2 separate regions of the Mus musculus genome follow, and region 1 is linked to region 2. The links are chromatin contacts, called in public Micro-C maps. All regions are on one chromosome and are shown on one strand. Each heading gives the region's core, a stretch centred on a gene start, on an enhancer-like site or on the middle of the called end of the contact. The rest is flanking DNA. Distances are from core to core; before and after follow the strand shown.

What was found. A called contact is a pair of places that touch in the nucleus more often than the background predicts.
Region 1: a Micro-C map of the G1E-ER4 cell line shows a contact between it and region 2, with 4 times the contacts expected there. The contact joins the promoter of Egfl8 here to the promoter of Tap2 in region 2. A contact is called at or near these places in 2 of 39 promoter capture datasets (embryonic stem cells and stem cell-derived epiblast-like cells), 4 of 484 Hi-C or Micro-C datasets (the G1E-ER4 cell line, cerebellar granule neurons, embryonic stem cells and 1 more), 4 of 115 datasets of contacts at active chromatin or transcription factors (T-cell acute lymphoblastic leukemia, bone marrow-derived macrophages, large pre-B cells and 1 more) and 4 of 9 other capture datasets (adipose tissue, embryonic stem cells, liver and 1 more).

Annotation. Positions count from the first base shown.
Region 1 is chr17:34,613,343-34,618,840 of GRCm38.p6, forward strand. Egfl8 (EGF-like domain 8) reads right to left here and starts at 2,629. Exons shown (of 9, transcript NM_152922.3): 1 at 2,565-2,629; 2 at 1,825-1,944; 3 at 1,537-1,659; 4 at 1,327-1,436; 5 at 1,142-1,237; 6 at 828-998; 7 at 667-749; 8 at 435-588; 9 at 8-239. The coding sequence starts at 1,925. The coding sequence ends at 196. It overlaps Ppt2 (palmitoyl-protein thioesterase 2), which reads right to left. Exons shown (of 9, transcript NM_001302396.1): 8 at 4,322-4,376; 9 at 3,320-4,145. The coding sequence ends at 4,002. It overlaps Agpat1 (1-acylglycerol-3-phosphate O-acyltransferase 1 (lysophosphatidic acid acyltransferase, alpha)), which reads left to right. Exons shown (of 7, transcript NM_001163379.1): 7 at 1-107.
Region 2 is chr17:34,202,162-34,207,807 of GRCm38.p6, forward strand. It overlaps Tap2 (transporter 2, ATP-binding cassette, sub-family B (MDR/TAP)), which reads left to right and starts at 2,318. Exons shown (of 12, transcript NM_011530.3): 1 at 2,318-2,462; 2 at 3,126-3,623; 3 at 3,709-3,823. The coding sequence starts at 3,134.

The DNA.
Region 1 (5,498 bases), core at 1,379-3,878, 410 kb after region 2:
GTGGGGTACAGTTTTGTGTGGTTGGTTTTTATTATCTGGATAACAGCAAGCAACTGAAAATAAAGAGAAAGAGAGACGTGGGGTTCTCTGCGGCCTGTTGTACTTCAGTGGTTGATATCCATATCTTCTGATCCCAGGTTAGCAGGTGTAGCTTCTGTGTAAGTTGGGGACCCCAGCTGCTGCGGGCATTCCTCGTCATCCACGCAGGCTTGGGCCCAGGCTGTTATCCTCACAGGCACCTGGTTAATGGCAAAGAGGCAAGGTGGCTGAGGTCTGGAGGGGCTCCCTGGCCAGGAGGGAGGGCCCTGCTAGTTTAGTCACCCAACAATATGCAAGTAGTCTGGTGACCAGGACAGTGTGGGAGAGTTTCAGGAGTGAAATGCTAACTTGAGGCTGGGTCTTCAGTCATGGAGGAGGAGCAGCAGGGGACTCACAGGCACCCAGTCTTTCCTCCAGTAGCAGCACCTGGTCGCTGAGGGACTCAATTCTGTCACCCCGGCCCCAAAGCTCAGCCACCTGTTCAGGCCGCAGCTCTTCAGGGGGCATGGGCAGCACTGCTCGAACCCAGGCCCCAGCCTGTGTGGCCCACTACAAAGAAAAGCAGTACTTGAGGATGCTGGCAAGGCCCCAGGAACACTGGCACCCATGCCTCTCCCAGCTGCTCACCTGCTCCAGCTTCTCCAGACGCCCACGAAGCTCTGCAACCTCCCACCTCAGGGCTCGCTCCTCTTCGCTGTCTGCTTCCCGAACTAGGACAAAGGAAAAAGAGAGTGTGGCCTTCCCCCGCAGCACAGACCAGGCCCACCCCACAGGCAACCCACACTCACCTGCCACACTGAGGATGCTGGCACTTGTCGGGGACTCTGGAGGCCCCCCTGCACAGGTGCGTCCATCGAGACCCAGCACCAGGGGGTGTGGACAGCTGCACAAGAAGCTGCCCAGTGTGTTGAGGCAGCCATGAGAGCAGAGGGTAAGGCTGGCCCTGCATTCATCGACATCTAGTTACCAGAAAGAGAAGAGAGCTCAAGGGGGCAGGCAGGATGCAGGGTGAGTGGGGCAGTCCCCATCTCAGCACCCACCCCCATTGCCCATGTGTGTGTGTGTATGTGTGTGACAGGGGGAGGGGGACCATCCTGCTCACCCACGTGGCAATGCTTTCCTCCCCAGCCTGGGGCACACTCGCACCGGTCTGGTCCAGTGCAGACACCTCCATTAAGACAAGGCTTGGAGCAGATGGCTGGGGTCCATTTGAGAAGACAGTTAAGACCCAGACACAGGGCCAGCTCCCAGCAAGCCTCCCACAGCCTGAAGTCCCAGCCTCCTCACCATCACAGGTGAGAGCTCCTGGGTGTGGCTTCTTCCAGCCCTGACAGCACACCACGTGTGTCTGTGGTACCTCCCGCCTCACCTCCCGCCAGGCCACACGGTATGTGGTCCTAGAACACAGAAGCAGGCTCATATCTGTAGGTACCCATCCTGGACTTGCCTCTTGGGGTCCCTTTGAGACCTGGGAGCCTTAGGGGCTTCACCTCTCACCTGTAGGTGCTACATATGCGCCTCCCCGCACACAAGGTCAGGTAGGGTTTGTACACCGGTTGACTATAGGACTCGTTGTAACGGAGAGGAACCAGCAGCGTCTGCTTGGAGCACACTCCCAAACTGTAGGCACACCAGGGAGGAGGAGGGTGTCGGGCCCTCAGCACCTCACACAGCTGAGACCAGGCGCCCCCCTCCCACCCTGGCATCTCGCCTTCATTCTGAACTTTCAATTTTCTGTCCCATGGCAAACCCCATCCCAGCAAAGCCCTCCCCATTGGCTGTCACCTCTCTTTGAAAGATCCTCCTCTGGTCCCTTCGCCCGTCATCAGCACCAGGAAGAATGAGAGTCCTCGTAGGGAAATGCACAGCTCAGCCCAGAGCCCCATGGCTCCCTCACTCTGAGGGCTGCAGACAAGTGGTTATTGGAGCTCTTCCCTTCTCCTTGGGTCTCTAGGTGAGGCCCTCCTAAAGCAATCTGACTTGGTGGTCAGGACACTGACTTTCCCAAGCCACTCCCATGGTCTGCAGTGGCCTGCACACCTAACCAACGTGCCCTGCCAGTACCAAGTCATGGTCCCTCCGTCCTCAGCCAGGCTCACCACTCTAAATGCTCCTGGCCAGCCTTCCTGCACATCCCTTGCACACTGCCTTAGAATATGTCACCTTCACAAGTGTACACACCTTATACCCCGACCCAAGCATCCACCGCTCCCCCACACTCTCATCATACCGACACCCCTCACTCAGAAGCCCTCCCCCTCCCTCGTCCCCACTGGAAGGTGAAGTGATGTGGGTTCTTCCCACCACTGACTTCCTCTCCCTACCTACCCACTTCTCCTCTTCCTACCTGTTTCCCTGTCCAGGAGGCTGCAGCAGCAACAGCCCCAGCAGCCGCAGCTTACACTGGTGGGTGGGCCTCTCTGGCTGAGAAGATGCAGAGGGGCTGGACCACACAGCAGTCTCCCTCCCACTAGCTCCTCAGACCCAGGCTGGTTGGCTCAGTAGACAGGCCCTGCCTTCCTCACCTTCTTCTCTTCAGCCAAGTGTTGCTCCAGCAGGACCTACACAATTTCGGAGGTCCCTGAATTATGGACCCCAAATCAGAAGTTCCCGGCTCTAATAGCAACCAGTACCCCACCCCCTTTCAGCCTAAGAGACTGTGGGATAATGTGAGGGCAGGGAGAGAGGGCGGGAGACAAAGCAAGAGCAGGTCATGGCCAAGTAGGCCAGATCGGCTGAGGAAAGAAAGCGGCCGTCACAGAAGGGCAGGGGCAGCCCAAGGCACCAAGGGAAAAACTGTCTCCATCTCTTGATGGCATTTGTTGGGGGCTGAGGGGCACCACCCCCAAGCCAGAACAGACAGGGCCCTATTGTCTCAGTCTAAATTCCTCCTCCCAGGCAAAGGGAGATTCACTGTACAGCCCCTCACCCGGTCCTGGCCTCCAAAGGTCAAGGGGGATGACACATGCCCACTCTGACCCTCAGCCCCCTTGTCTAGTCTGGGGGTGGCATGTCAATTCCACCCATGAGGCCGAGGCCCAAACTGGCAGAGCCTGGGGCTTAGCCCCCTAACCCTAGGCTGGGACAGGAAGAGAATTGTCTTCAGCAGGAAAGAACCCGCAGAGTCAGGAACCCACACAGAATGGGCATTGAGAGGAAGGAAACACCAAGGGGGTCCCCACCCCAGACCAAGCATCCGGGCATCCAGGCCCCAGGCTCTCTATTCCCACCCTCCTGGGGGAGCCCAGTTCCCCTTCACCTGGGAATAAGCCAAGCCACGCTGAGGAAATGGATCTTTTATTTCTATAAATACAGGGACCACCCACTCAAGGGTAGTTAAAAGAGGGGCTGGGGCCTCAAAGAACCTAGGCTCCCAGGGGATACCCCAACACTGATCATAGGGACTGGGGGATCCCCAAACCTGAGATGGGCCTTGCAGGCCACAGATATTCCCCAACACTGACACTTCAAAAGTGGAATTGTCCCCATAGGGGAGCCTCAGAACACCCCCTCTTATGGGTGCCCCTCTTGGTGGGGAGGCTAGCCACAGGGAAGTTGAGAAAAGAGGGAAACGGGGATAACAGAAGCTAAAAATGTCCTGAGTGGCCTGGAAGAAGACCCCTGAGGTGGGCAGGGGCTGGGTTCTCCTCCGATACAGCCAGACCCGGAGAAGCAACAGCAGCGGTGAAGCCACAGTTAAAAACCTGGCACTTGCTTCCCAACCTCAGCCGTGGCAGAAAGGGAGAGCGTGGAGGCGTCCCCAAGTGAGGACATGAGGTAGGGGACCAGGACTTGTCATTCACAGAGGAGCAGGGGGGGAGGGGGGAGGGGAGCCCTGGTGGGGGTCGGGCAGTGTGGGAATGACAAGATGGTTGCAGGCATGCCAGAGCCTGGCATCTGCTTCCCAAGGCCACCGCTTGATCTCTGGGCTGGGGAATTCCTGGAGACCACTGAGGACATCTTCAGGAGAGCCACGGCTCAATGCAAGTATCGTAGAGCGTACGGTTAGAGTGCCACGTGGTGTGAGAGATGCCAGCCATGGGACACCTCACTATGGCCCCCCGGGCCAGGAGAGTCTTCAACCCAAAAGAATCTCGAAGATACACCTTCGAGGTGGGCCGAGGGCCATGGAAACATGGAAGAAAGAGAGACAGGAGTGAGACGCTGCTCATGTCCAGACCAACCTCTCCCTCCCTCATGAAGCAGGAGTCAGAGGCAGAAGGAGCCCCAGAGTGAAGTGGAGACAAAGGGAGGGGGAAGGCAAGTCTTTGGAGGGGCTTACCGGCTGCTCCTCCATCTCCAGAACTGTCTCATTGGCATCATAGAAACCAAAGAAGCTGCAAAGACATGTATGTGCATAGAGGTTATCAGGAGAACCAAGGAAAATTCATGTGCATTAGTGCCCCCACAGAGACTCATGGCCCCGGGAGACAGGCAGCCTAGAGCACACTCAAAGGCTAAGAAGTTAGGGGGCATCTGCGGTAGTACACGCCTTTAATCCCAGCACTTGGGAAGCAGAGGTCGAGGGCAGCCTGGTATAAAAAGTGAGTCCTGCGGCCAGGGTTCTGTTACACAAAGAAACCCTGCCTCGAAAAACCAAAATAAATAAATAAATAAATAAATAAATAAATAAAAAAGATAGAATTTAAGATCTAGAGAACTGGTTCAGAACAGCATAGCCAGCCTGTTACACAAAGAAACCCTGCCTCGAAAAACCAAAATAAATAAATAAATAAATAAATAAATAAATAAATAAATAATAAAGATAGAATTTAAGATCTAGAGAACTGGTTCAGAACAGCATAGCCAGCCACTCCTCCAGGGGAGTTGGGCTCAATCCCAGCACTCAACATGGCGTCTCCCAACCCTTTGTAGCCCCAGTTGCAGGACATCTATGCCATCTCATGGCCTCCCTGAATATAGGCATGCGCATGATACACACACAAGCAAACCAGTCATACACATAAAATTTTAAATAAAATAATTGCCTGGTCGTGGTGTTGCACACCTTTAATCCCAGCACTCGGGAGGCGGAGAAGCAGGTGGATCTCTGAGTTCCAGGCCAGCCTGGTCTACAGAGTGAGTTCCAGGACAGCCAGGGCTACACAGAGAGAGATCCTGTTCCAAATAAATACTTTTTTAAAAAGCAAACACCTTAAGTTTGGGAGCGGGAGAGACAGGTAAGAGCAGCAGGTAAGAGCAATGGCCGCTCTCCCTAGGATGCTTTATCTGCACGCACACAAATCCACATATGCACACACGCCTACACATGACCCAGAATAAAAATCCTTAAAAAAGAAATTCAAGAACCAAGTATGGTGGCTTCTGTCTATAACCTCAGCACTGGGGAGGCAGAAGCAGGTGGATCTCAGTAAGTTCAAGGCCAGCCTGGTCTACATAACGAGAGACCATATTTCAATAAAAGGCCCGGAGACTGTGGGAGTGAGAAGAAAGCAGGC
Region 2 (5,646 bases), core at 1,068-3,567:
CACATGCATGCTCAGGGCAGGAGTACTCAGGACAGGAGTGCTCAGGGCAGGAGTACTCAGTGCAGGAGTGCTCAGTGCAGGAGTACTCAGCACAGGAGTGCTCAGTGCAGGAGTGCTTGGTGCAGGAGTGCTCAACATAGGAGTACACAACACAGGCATGCTCAGGACAGGCATGCTCAGGGTAGGAGTACTCAGGACAGGAGTGCTCAGGGCAGGAGTACTCAGGGCAGAAATGCTCAGCACAGGAGTACTCAGCACAGGAGTGCTCAGGGCAGGAGTACTCAGGACAGGAGTGCTCAGGGCAGGAGTACTCAGTGCAGGAGTGCTCAGTGCAGGAGTACTCAGCACAGGAGTGCTCAGTGCAGGAGTGCTTGGTGCAGGAGTGCTCAACATAGGAGTACACAACACAGGCATGCTCAGGACAGGCATGCTCAGGGTAGGAGTACTCAGGACAGGAGTGCTCAGGGCAGGAGTACTCAGGGCAGAAATGCTCAGCACAGGAGTACTCAGCACAGGAGTGCTCAGGGCAGGAGTACTCAGTGCAGGAGTGCTCAGTGCAGGAGTGCTTGGTGCAGGAGTGCTCAACATAGGAGTACACAACACAGGCATGCTCAGGACAGGCATGCTCAGGGCAGGGGTACTCAGGACAGGAGTGCTCAGGGCAGGATTACTCAGCACAGGAGTGCTCAGTGCAGGAATACTTGGTGCAGGAGTGCTCAGCTCAGGAGTGTTCAGGACAGGAGTGCTCAGGATAGGAGTGCTCAGGTCAGGAATGCTCAGCGCAGGAGTACTCAGCACATGCATGCTCAGGGCAGGAGTACTCAACACAGGCATGCTCAAGACAGGAGTGCTCAGGGCAGGAGTACTCAGGACAAGAGTGCTCAGAGCAGGAGTACTCAGGACAGGAGTGCTCAGGGCAGGAGTGTTCAGGGCACAGCACAGGAGTACTCAGCACAGTGCTCAGTGCAGGCATGCTCAGTGCAGGAGTACTCAGGACAAGAGTACTCAGTACAGAGTGTTTGGTGTAGGAGTGCTGAGTGCAGGAGTGCTCAGTGTAGCAGTGCTCAGTGCAGGAGTGCTCAGGGCAGGAGAGTTCAGCGCATGAGTGCTCCGTGCAGGAGTGGTCAAGAGCCAGGTCAGGGGTTAGAGGACTCTGAGATCCAGACAGCCAGATGGGAGCCTTCTCCACCTGGGGTAGCCCTAAAGTCCAGAGAGATAGGCATAGCCATGTAGGCCTGCTTTAAGGCCACCCCCAGCCCCCCCCCCGCCCTCAACATTTGACCTTCAAGTGACTCATGGGTAGTCACACCAGCATGTCTAAGGGGATTTTTTTTCCTTTATAGGTAGTTTCAGCCCGCAGAGTCATTTCTCCTTGTAGTGCCCTGGTGGTGGGGTGTGGTGATGAGCAGCATGGTTGATTTTCATGTCTGAGAATGGAACCTGGTGCCTCACCATGCTCTGTGAGGGCTCTTCCCTGGAGCCCAGAAGGGTGATTTCCGCAATGAACTGGGCTCTGGGGAGGAGGCCGGGTTCCCTCTTTGATGGTGTTAGCCTACAGCCTACTCTGACTACCTCACAAGCAGCAGGCCCTGGCACTGACCCAGGGCCCTCACTGCAAGTGCGGTGTGCTGCGAAGAAAGTCTGAGGACAAAGGGCCAGAGCCTCTGGGTTCAAAATCTGTGAAAGGGAACCTTTGGCCTGCTGATAGGAGCTGAGGCCTTCTTGTAAGCCCTAGTTTTACCCCAGACCCCAACTCTTGAGCTTACCTGGAAAAACAAACAAGCCCTCAAGCCTCTCTTCTCTTCCACCCTCCGTCCTTCTCTCTCCTCTCTTCCTTTTTCCAAAGGTGGGACACCTGTGTGGTCTGCTGACTGGGAGGGACCTGAAGTCACTCCCTCCTCCATTTTCCTCCCTCCCCTTCCTTCCGTCCACGACCATTCTCTTCCCTCGCCTTTCTCCTTCTCCTATGCTCTTTTCTGCCCTTTACTCCTCCTCCTCTTTCCCCTTCCTCAAACCTACTGGCAGCGAACCCTGGGCTCAGGCAAGTTTTCTCAACATCTGAACTATAGTCCCAGTTTAACCGGCGCTTCTTAAAACATGCTCGGAGGTCGGAGAAATGCAGGGTTTTTTCGTTTTTTTTTTTTGTTTGTTTTGTTTTTTTTTGTTTTTGTTTTTGTTTTTTTTTCCTTTTCAAAGCATCTCAGACCCTCAAGAGTTTTGCTAGTAGCGGCCTTGGAGGGCGAGCCTTTTTGGGAACCTGGGGCGCTCAACCCACCCGCAAATTGACAGGCGCCATCTGCTGGCGGCTGTGCGCAGCACCGCGACCACGGCAGTGAAGTGAAAGCGAAAGCCGCGGGACCCAGGCGCGCTCCCCGCGAGGGCGTCGCTGCGCACCCAGGAGATCCAGTTTGAGAAGAAGCAGATTCCAGAAGCTCTCCTGAGCTGCCGCTCCGCAGCCGCAGGTGAGTTCTTTTGGATAGAACCCGAGAGTTAGCAGGAGTGCGGCCCATTCCCAAACCCTTGGCGTCATCATCCGGTTCCCCACTCCTCGTCCCCTGTCTTGGGTCTTCTGCCGCTTACTCCCTGCCCCGTGTCCTCTGCTCCGTGCCCCTGCCCCACCCAGTGTCCCAGGTCCCCTGTCCCTCACCCCTTGCCCAAGGTCCTCTGCCCCACCCCCTTGCCCTGCGTCCCCGGTCTTCCGTCGGGCGCCGCCGGCCCAGCGCCCCTACTCAGAACCTTCTGTCCCAAGCCATCTAAGGCTACCGAACCCACCCGCATCCCGCCCCTGCACCGGGTCTCCTGGCTCTTAAAGACCCGAGGAATGGGGGCAGTGTGTCTTCTTGGGCTAACACCAACAAACTTCAGGGAGATGGATGTGGTGGCAGCAGACCGCCCCCTCCCCCACCCCCACCCCCGTGCTGTGTGTCTGAGTGTCTGTGTGTCTGTGTGACTGTGTGTGAGAATAATGCAGCCTTCCCAGCTCCGTCAGACAGTCAGTCCTAGGAGAGACTTATCTAGGAGGGGGTCTTTCCGGTGAACAAGAAGCCTCAGGGTGGATTTGGGGCAGGAGGCTCGTAACCAGGGTTGGAACTCCACAGACCTCATTTCTCCCTTTCTTTCCGCAGAACCCACCATGGCGCTGTCCTACCTGAGGCCCTGGGTCTCTCTGCTGCTGGCGGACATGGCTTTACTTGGGTTGCTACAAGGATCTCTGGGAAATCTGCTTCCCCAGGGGCTGCCAGGACTCTGGATAGAGGGCACCCTGCGACTTGGAGTGCTGTGGGGACTGCTAAAAGTGGGAGAGCTGCTGGGACTTGTGGGGACCCTTCTGCCCTTGCTCTGCCTTGCCACTCCCCTGTTTTTCTCGCTAAGAGCTCTGGTGGGAGGCACCGCGAGCACCTCAGTAGTCCGAGTGGCTTCTGCCTCTTGGGGCTGGCTGCTGGCTGGCTATGGGGCTGTTGCGCTGAGCTGGGCCGTGTGGGCTGTGCTGAGCCCGGCTGGAGTCCAGGAGAAGGAACCAGGCCAGGAGAACAGAACACTGATGAAGCGGTTGCTGAAGCTGTCCAGGCCGGACCTGCCTTTCCTCATAGCTGCCTTCTTCTTCCTTGTGGTGGCTGTGTGGGGTGAGAGGAAGAGACCACTGTGAGAGGGAGGTGGGAGAAGGGCCTTGCCAGGGCACAGCCTCCTTATCTTTCTTGCCTCTTTCAGGGGAGACATTAATCCCTCGCTATTCGGGTCGTGTAATTGACATCCTGGGAGGTGATTTCGACCCCGACGCCTTTGCAAGCGCCATCTTTTTCATGTGCCTGTTCTCTGTTGGGAGGTGAGAGATGATTGGCTTCAGGTCCCTGTAGTAGATGCGACTGGACAGGAACTGACTTTGCACAAGGCACAAATTATGTATACAGAGTTCTGCCTGCATGTACACCTACAGGCCAGAAGTGGGCACCATATCCCAGTATAGATGACGGTGAGCCACCAGGAGGTCTCTGGGAATTAAACTCAGGACCTATAGGAAGAGCAGCCAGTGCTCTTAACTTTTGAGTCATCTCTCCAGCCTGCCTTTGACTCTTTTTATCCGGACCCAGGAGCCTGCAATCTCAAGTAAACAAATAAAAATGGGGCTGCTTGGCTGGGCTTTGACTAGGATAAGAGGACCCAGATACAGAGAGTGCAGGATCTCTCTCTCTCCCTAGTCTTTCATTAGGCCTCCATTCTAGTTTTGCTGGTTTTGTTTCGTCTTTTCTCTTGTGGACTCCTTATGGACTCCTTGTGGACTCCCGACTCAGGCTTTATGTCTCTTAGGTATCCCTGTAGCTTTGACTATTGTGGTTCATACTGATCTCTTTCTGCAATTAGCATCTATGAACCTCCCTTCTACCTTTGGATCTACTCTGTCTTCTTTGGAGGATTTTCCTGTTGTAGATCCTTAGGTGTGGCCCGTTCTCAGGTATGTCCTTTTCTAAACTATGCACTGTCTTTCTTTTGTGGTCAAGGGTAGGCATGTGCACTAGAGGCCCAAGGACAGCTTGCTGGAGTCAGCCCTGTCCTTCCACTGTGTGGGGTGCAGAGATGGAACTCACACACGGTGGCAAGTGCCTTTATCACCTGAGATGCACCACACAGTGCACTTTGATTTCTTAAAAATATTCTTCCTTCGGTGGAGGGAGCAACAGTGTCAATTGGCCAGACCAGACCACCCCCCCCCCCAGCTCCTGGGCACTGGACCACCAATCAAAGAATACCCATGGCTCCGGCCGCATATGTGGCAGAGGATAGCCTTGTTGGACATCAGTAGGAGGAGAGGCCCTTGGACCTGAGGGTGTTCAATGCCCCAGTGTAGGGGAATGCCAGGAAGGGAAAGACAGGAGTGGGTGGGTGGGGGAGCACCCTCATAGAGGCAGGGGGACGGGGGATGAGATGGGGGGTTCTGAAGGGGAGACCTGGGAATGTAAATAAAAAAAAATCCACTAAAAAAAGAAGCAAAAGAAAGAAAGAACAAGAAGAAAAGAGAGAGAGAGAAAAAAGGAAAGACAAAAACAAAACAAAACAAAACAAAACAAAACAAAACAAAACAAAAAAGCCGGGCAGTGGTGGTGCACACCTTTAATCCCAGCACTTGGGAGGCAGAGGCAGGCGGATTTCTGAGTTCGAGGCCAGCCTGGTCTACAAAGTGAGTTCCAGGACAGCCAGAGCTATACAGAGAAACCCTGTCTCAAAAAACCAAAAAAAAAAAAAAAAAAAAAAAAAAAAAGGAAAAACTATTCTTCCCTCTGCTGGATCAGGTTCTTATGGCAGATGATTTTCAGATGCAGTTTCACACCTGGCTCTGTTTTATAAACCCGGTTGTTCCAGGGGCACTGCTGCTGGTTAGGGACTCTCACCTGCCATGTTGTGTGCTCAGAACCCCAGTGCCTCACACTCCCTTCTGGTCCTTCCTAAAGATGTCCCCTCCCCTTTCCTGTCCCCACCCACAACCTCAGTACTTCGCTTTGGGCCTCAGCCTGATGCCCAGGCAGCATCCTGCTGCTTTCAGTCTCTCCTGGATTAGGGAGCTAGCTCAGTGAATTCCATCTTACTGTGCAAACAAGGGGACCTGGGTTTGAATCTCCAGCACCCAGGCACTGTGAGTCTCAGGGTGTGCGG